2 separate regions of the Triticum aestivum genome follow, and region 2 is linked to region 1. A link is a contact called in public Hi-C data. All regions are on one chromosome and are shown on one strand. The core of a region is the stretch at or near the end of the contact, and the rest is flanking DNA. Distances in the headings are between cores, read along the strand shown. Region 1 holds the start of LOC123165939 (cytokinin dehydrogenase 11). Region 2 has its middle 12 kb from the start of LOC123168017.

Evidence for each region. A called contact is a pair of places that touch in the nucleus more often than the background predicts.
Region 2: a Hi-C map of leaf shows a contact between it and region 1, with 3 times the contacts expected there. The contact joins the enhancer-like site here to the promoter of LOC123165939 in region 1. A contact is called at or near these places in 2 of 5 Hi-C or Micro-C datasets (leaf and an unstated tissue).

Annotation. Positions count from the first base shown.
Region 1 is chr7D:622,533,043-622,536,408 of IWGSC CS RefSeq v2.1, reverse strand. It overlaps LOC123165939 (cytokinin dehydrogenase 11), which reads right to left and starts at 2,084. Exons shown (of 4, transcript XM_044583701.1): 1 at 1,296-2,084; 2 at 930-1,208; 3 at 243-505. The coding sequence starts at 1,973.
Region 2 is chr7D:622,734,455-622,737,848 of IWGSC CS RefSeq v2.1, reverse strand. No RefSeq gene overlaps it. Among protein-coding and RNA genes, the nearest start is that of LOC123168017, 12 kb to the left of the region's middle. Within about 2 kb of position 1,863, at least 5 of the 8 cell types and tissues checked have an H3K27ac peak or open chromatin away from gene starts, as enhancers often do. A contact at or near this core is called in leaf, where this site is marked.

The DNA.
Region 1 (3,366 bases), core at 835-3,334:
ACGGGATCGATGGAGAAGCTGGGACGGAGCCCGTCTTATTATAAGTGATCCCGGTCAGGATCACTCACTGCCGTCAGCGAGTGCCCTGCCTGACTGAGCAGGGGAGGCTCACGTGCGCGTGCGTGACGTGAGCGCCCGCCGCAAATGGCAACTCTGCCATGCCACCGAGCGGCGCACGGAAGCAATCCAAGAAGAGGAGAGGTGGTGCGTCATGAGTTGGAGTGTATAAGTGGAATACTCACTTGCTCTTGAGCATGGGGTAGATGAGCATGGGCCCGTCGACGCCGTCGGCGAGCATGCCTTTGAGCACGGCGCGGTCGAAGTCGGCGATGTCGCGCGCGGAGACGAAGAGGTTGAGCCACGGGTGCGGCGCGGCCCAGCTGCCGCTCCGGCGCGCCTCCTCCTCCACCCGGTTCACGCGCGACAGGAACTCCACGTACCCGACGTCCGCCGCGTACTCCAGGCCCCGCACGTACTTGAGCCGCCGCATCATCTCCCCCATCCTCTGCACACAAGCGGAACAAACATACATGAGCACGGGCAGGCGAATCAATATCAACGGGTCTGGCAGCAGAGCAGTAACGAGTAACGACGACGATCGTGTCACGTCGTCACATGCCGGCCTAGTGCGTGCTGCTGCCTGCTGGTGTAGATAGATGGATGGCTGAGCTGTTCCATGGGGACAAAGGAGACGTGAGTGAGGTGAGGTGAGGTGGGGTGGGCTCGGCCCGCATTGCACGCACGCGAGATCGGCCGTGCGCGGCAGCGGCACTGGATTGCTGGATTGCTGGCGCGACCGGTGGGCGTGGCCGTGGGTGGGTGGGGACCGGCGAGTTTGGCGGCGAGCGCGGGGGGCGGATAGGGGTCAAGAATCCAGCGGGAGATAGACGACGACATCCCGCGGGGAAGGGAAGTACAGCGCGGCCTACCTCGTCCACGGCGTCGGGCTGCTGGTGGTGGTGCTGGTACAGGGCCACCTCCAGGCAGTAGAGCAGCGGGCCGGGCTCGCCGGCGGGGAGCAGCGACGGGTCGAAGCGCGCGCCGGCGGGGATGGGCACCGACGGCCAGCCATTCACCGGGTCGTCGCTGCGCACGAACGCGAAGCCCTCCACGTAGTCGAACGCCGACTCGGCCGGCCGCGTCACCAGCCACTCCGCGTCCGCCGCGTACTCCGCGAAGCTCGCGTACACCACGCGCGCCCACTTCACCTGCAGTCAGTCAAGAGCACGCGCAGGCCGGCCGGTCAGCGTCCATCGTTCGACGATGAGGACGGGGATGAGGAGTCGTAGGAGTACCGTTTGTGGCGCCGGGGAGAGCGGGATGCGGGCGCGGGTGATGACGCCGAACTGGCCGAGGCCGCCGAGGACGGCGAAGAAGAGGTCGGGGTGGGCGGAGGGGGAGCAGACGCGGCACTCGCCTTCCCCGGTCACCACCTCGAGCTCCGCCACGTTGGACACCTGCGGGCCGTAGCGGAAGGACTGCCCGCTCACGCCGCCGTTGGAGAGCGTGCCGCCGACGGTGAGCCGGAGGTAGTCCGTCCAGGAGGCGGGGGCGAGGCCGTGGTTCGAGACGGCCCAGTGGAGGACCTCCTCCCAGAGCGCGCCGCCGGGGACGTCGGCGAAGGCCGCCCCACCGCCGGACGAGACGAGCTTCATCTGCTGGCGCCGGGAGGCCGCGCCCGCGCGCATGTCGAGGACAAGCCCGCCCTCGGACATGGCCTGCCCGGCGACCGAGTGGCCGTTGCCGCGGGCGGCCACGGTGAGGAGCGTGGTGCGCGCGGCCGCGCGGATGGCGCTGGCCACGTCGTCCGCGCTCGCCGGCCGGACGACGGCCGCGGGGCGGGCGCTCACGAGGCCGCCGAAGTCCCTCGCCGCCGCGCACTCCGCCGCGTCGGCGGCCACCACGGTCAGCTCGAGCGCGTCCCGCTCCGTGGCGGCGCCGGCGGCGGCGCGGTCCATGTACGCGAGCATCATCTTGGGCAAGCAAGCGCTTCTCGCTGAGCTGAGCAGAGCTCTCTGTTTTGTGATGTCACTCGCGCTGCGCTCGCGCTCTGTGTCCGCCTGACTGTGCTGCGGACGTCGTGTGGGTCGAGGGGTTTATATCGAGAGAGGACACGCGGACGTCGATGGCCATCACACCTTTCAAAAAGAGACAATCTAGTTAAGTACGCAAGTTTGAATTGAAATCTCGGGAATTTTTGGAGGATCATATCCTTTTCTTCCGTGTGAAATCTCACATTAAAATGTCTTTATTTGTCCCCAAAAGTGCGGCTTTGCCATCTAATTTCCCCGAACCCACGAAAAATGGGCATAGCTTTCAATATATCCCTAATGTGGGAACCCAGGCCGCTTAATAAGGATGAGTTTTGGTTCATTGCTAAAGCATATATACAAACAATCTACTATGTGTCAAAAAAAAAAAATACAAACATTCTACTATTATATGTAGCCTTCATTTCTTACAAATAAAGGTTAGTTTTCGTGTAAAACCAATCTTCTTATGTATAATGATGAAGTGGATGATCGGTTAATGAGAAAAAGGACATACACACAAATCATCACCCATTGACAGCATTAAACACATATTGATATTTGTTCACGTAAGCACGTACTAAACATATAGCAGAAACATCTACTTAAATAGCTAGTACAACTAACGCAGAAATAAATGTTGGCGGGATAAACCAGTTATACCCTCCAGTCGGCCACGTCGAAGCCTCGGCGGCGACGGCCTTCTTCGCAGCAGCAAGCTCTAATAGCATGTGGAAGAGAAACCCTTATAAAAGGGTCTCCACTCACATGCACAAATGAGGTAGTACTAAACTTACCACAACCTTGTCATGGCACCTACATTGGCCCCTTGAGATTTTCTGAAATTGTTATATGGGCCTAGAGCCCATCATGTATTTCAAAAATCTCCTACCAGATCTCGACGGCCCATTGTATCGTGCTCCGTTCAAAAGACTGTTTTGATATATCGGTATTTTCAGTGGAGAACAATTAAGGTTACACTCCTTCACAGCTGAACAATGGACTATTCCTTAAATTGTCAGTTCGGCATAAAGAAGTTTCACCAATACTAGGTTGCTGAAGGCTGACCGCGAGGGCGAAGCATATTAGTCACACTTCTGGCTTATTCATGAGCTTACAAGAGATCACCCTATGTCAGAGACTATGACCAGCAGTCGGGCTTAAAAAGTGGTATGTTTTTTCCAAAGATTGCTTTGTCGGATTGCATATTGCTTATAAAAGCTTCAAATACATTAAGACAAAAGCAGGTTTGCTATACAACTTCCAAGACTATTGTATTGATGACCCACAAGTATAAGGGATCAGTTGTAGCATTTTTATAAGTAAGAGTGTCGAA
Region 2 (3,394 bases), core at 614-3,113, 200 kb before region 1:
CGTTTATTTGATGTAGTAAACAATTAAATTTGGTGGGAATCGGAGTGTTTGAATTATGGAGCCTGAGCGAGTCAGAGTTTGCTCGCCGCCTGCGCAGCCTCCATATATGATGGATGGACATCGCCGATATGGCGAATCTCTAGAGTTGCTCTTACATTCCATTTCACTTGGTTCTTCAACGAAAAATAATAACACCCTAAAAGAACTTTGACTAGTAAAACAAAGAAAAAAAATCCTATTTATATGGATCTCTAGATCCATTTTTTAGTTGAAGCTCGATGTGATGCACTACAAGGGCTATGCAGAAGATTATAAAAGTTCAAACACATGCATGGGCTGAGAGAGGGAGACAGAGGGAACCAAATAATAAAATATTATCATCATTACCCCTTGTCAAGATCTTCATCACCACAATGAATGCACATTCGAGCATAATAGGTTTACCATGTTGAATCTGAACAATCTGGATTAAGTGACAGAGAGTTTTGGGCACATCAGCGAGATTTGAGCATTCACTTAAGAAAACTTGAAAGATGGGACGATGCAAATGGAAGAAACATGTGATTTGTACATGTCACAAATGAAATGCTTTTGTTCATGCAACTGGTCAAAAACTGTGCATGTTTACTTGCTGTAGTAAACATTTAAATTTGGAGGGAATAAACGTGTTTGAATTATGGAGGCTGAAATATTACGAGTCTGAGTTTACTTGTCGCTTGCGTAGTCTCCATAGCAAGTGGATGATGATCGCCGATATGGCGACTCTCAAGAGAAACACTCCCTAAAAGAACGTTAAATAGTAAACAAAGGAAAAAAAATCCTATTTCTACGAATCTCTGGAACCATTTTTCTGCTGAATCTCGAAGTGATACACTCCAAGGGCCATGCAGAAGATTATAAAACTTCAAACACGTGCCTGGGCTGAAAGAGAGAGGTATAGGGAAATGTTGATCACACATTTGAAAAATGTTGGTCACGCATTTGAAAAATGTTCAATTTGTATAGAAATATGTTGACCATGTACTAAAAAAATGATGAAACATTTTCATAATGTATATAAAATATGTTCAAAAAGAATTTGAAAAAAGGTTGAACAAAGCATTTAGAAAATGTTAAATGTGTATAGCAAAAATGTTGACCAAGTGTTCAATTTTTTATATATTTCATTTCGAAAATATTTAACAAGCATTTGAAAAAAATGTAAATGAGCATATCAAATATGTTAATCCTTGTATTTCAAAAATCTTGATCAATCATTTGAAAAATGTCACGTTGTCTATAGTAACAATGTTGACAATGTATTAAAAAGGTTAAACCAACATTAAAAAATGTTAAACGTGTATTTGAAAAATGTTTTTGAATATACAAAAAATGTTGAATAAAAACAAAAGACACAAGGAAAACCAAGAAATGGAACTAATAAAGAAAAACGTGAACTAAAAATAAAAAACGAAAAAACAAATGTAGAAAGAATAAAAAGTGAAAACAAAACAAAAACCAAAAAAGAAAAAACAAAAGAAAATGAAAAGGCATTTAAAACTAAAGAAAGAAATGGAAAAAATGGAGAAGGAAAAAGAAAAAGAACAAAAAAGCCAAAAAGGAAGAAAAACGGAATAACACATAAGAAAATGGAGAAAGAGAAAAAAAACTAGAAAACCAGTTGGGCGCGCCCAGCTACTTTAACATGAAGTCGAGTGAGCTGAGTGGGTAAGAGCGTAACACCCTGGAGACCAGGGATTGATCCCCGGGTTCCCTCATTTTCTTCTATCTTTTTTAAGACTGCACGCTCGTAACGGACCGACCCGACATTGTAGCGCTTGACGTGAGGGTTTCCCCTCGCTTAATGCGAGATATAGACGGCGCGTGTTGGCTGTGAGTTAGACGGCTGCCTGGCCTACTGGGTGCCAGTGTTGGGCTGGCCCAGTAGGACGTGGATCGTTATGCTAACGTCACTCAATTATCTTTTTTTATCTCTTTTAAGTTTATTTATATTTTTAATGTGCATCATCAGTATTTCTTAAAAAACTTAAAACCACTAATTTGAAAACAATATTAGCATCGTATGAAAAATTGGTTAGCGTAGTTTAAAAAAGTGTTGATAACTTAAAAAATGTTTGTGACAATGAAATAATGTTCCATGTGTCTATAATATGTATTAATTTTTTTAAATGAGTATGAAATGTAAACAAGTTTGCGTCACATAAATATTTTGGTACTATTAAAAAATTTGCATGACATTTTATGGAAATATTTCCGCATTCCAAAAAAAATCTGTTTCATTTCAAAAAAGTTATACAGAATGTAAAAAATATTCACTTAGGCTAAAAAAATGTTTCTTTCCATTAAAAGGATATGTGTAATTTTATAGAAATAATCATGTGTGTCCAAAATTGTGTACGAATATTTAAAAAATGTTTATGCAATGTAAAAAAATTGTAGCATAGTTTATAAAATATTTATTTCCATTAAAAATGTACAACATGTATTTGGAATATTTTACCATGTATTCAAAACTTGTTCAAAACATGTATTTTAAAAAAGTACATCATGTATTTGAACAAAGTCCAACGCTTGTCAGACAAATATTTCACGTGTGCTCCAAAAATGTGCATTGTGTATCTATACAATATAAAAAGACCCAAAGGGGCAGATCCAATTAATCTCGGTCATCAAATCATGTCAATCCAACGACCTAGACTGCTTCAATATCAAGCGCTCAACACGTTTAGCGTGCAGTTAATTTCATGCCAAATATAGTGCTAATCACATAATAACACGCAAATAATATCCTACTTAATATCCACATGCACTTAATATACTTCCAAATCAACGTGCATTGCACGTACACATTGACTAGTTGAGAAAAAGTAGACATGTGCTGCAAAACCAAAAACTGGTCTCTGCTTCCTTTTCTTAGCAAGAAAATTCTCACTCCACTACGGAGTAGCAAGATTTCGTGCATTTTGCACTATGGGAGTGCATGCATGCCACGGCCTTCGATCTATAGTTCTTACACGAACCAACCTGTTGTTGGGATGATTAGGTGGGCAGTGGTATCCCCAGCCCACCAGGATTCAAATCCTGGTGCTCGCATTTATCCTGGATTTATTTCAGGATTTCCGGCGATACGCTTTCAGTGGGAGGAGACGTTCCCGTCGACTACGAGGCGCCCATGATGACTTCGTAAAATCTCAAAATGATATGCCGGCTCAGTCTCTGGGAGGTGCTCATAGGGGTAGAGTGTGCGTGTGTGCGTTCATAGGGTGACTGTATGCGCGTTTATATGAGCGCTTGCGTCTACTGTGTTAAAAAAAAATTCTATAGTTCTTACTAGCTCTGAATCGTGAGAGCATCTCGGAATCTTTGCTTTATTGACGTTTGGTTGCGCCCTCAA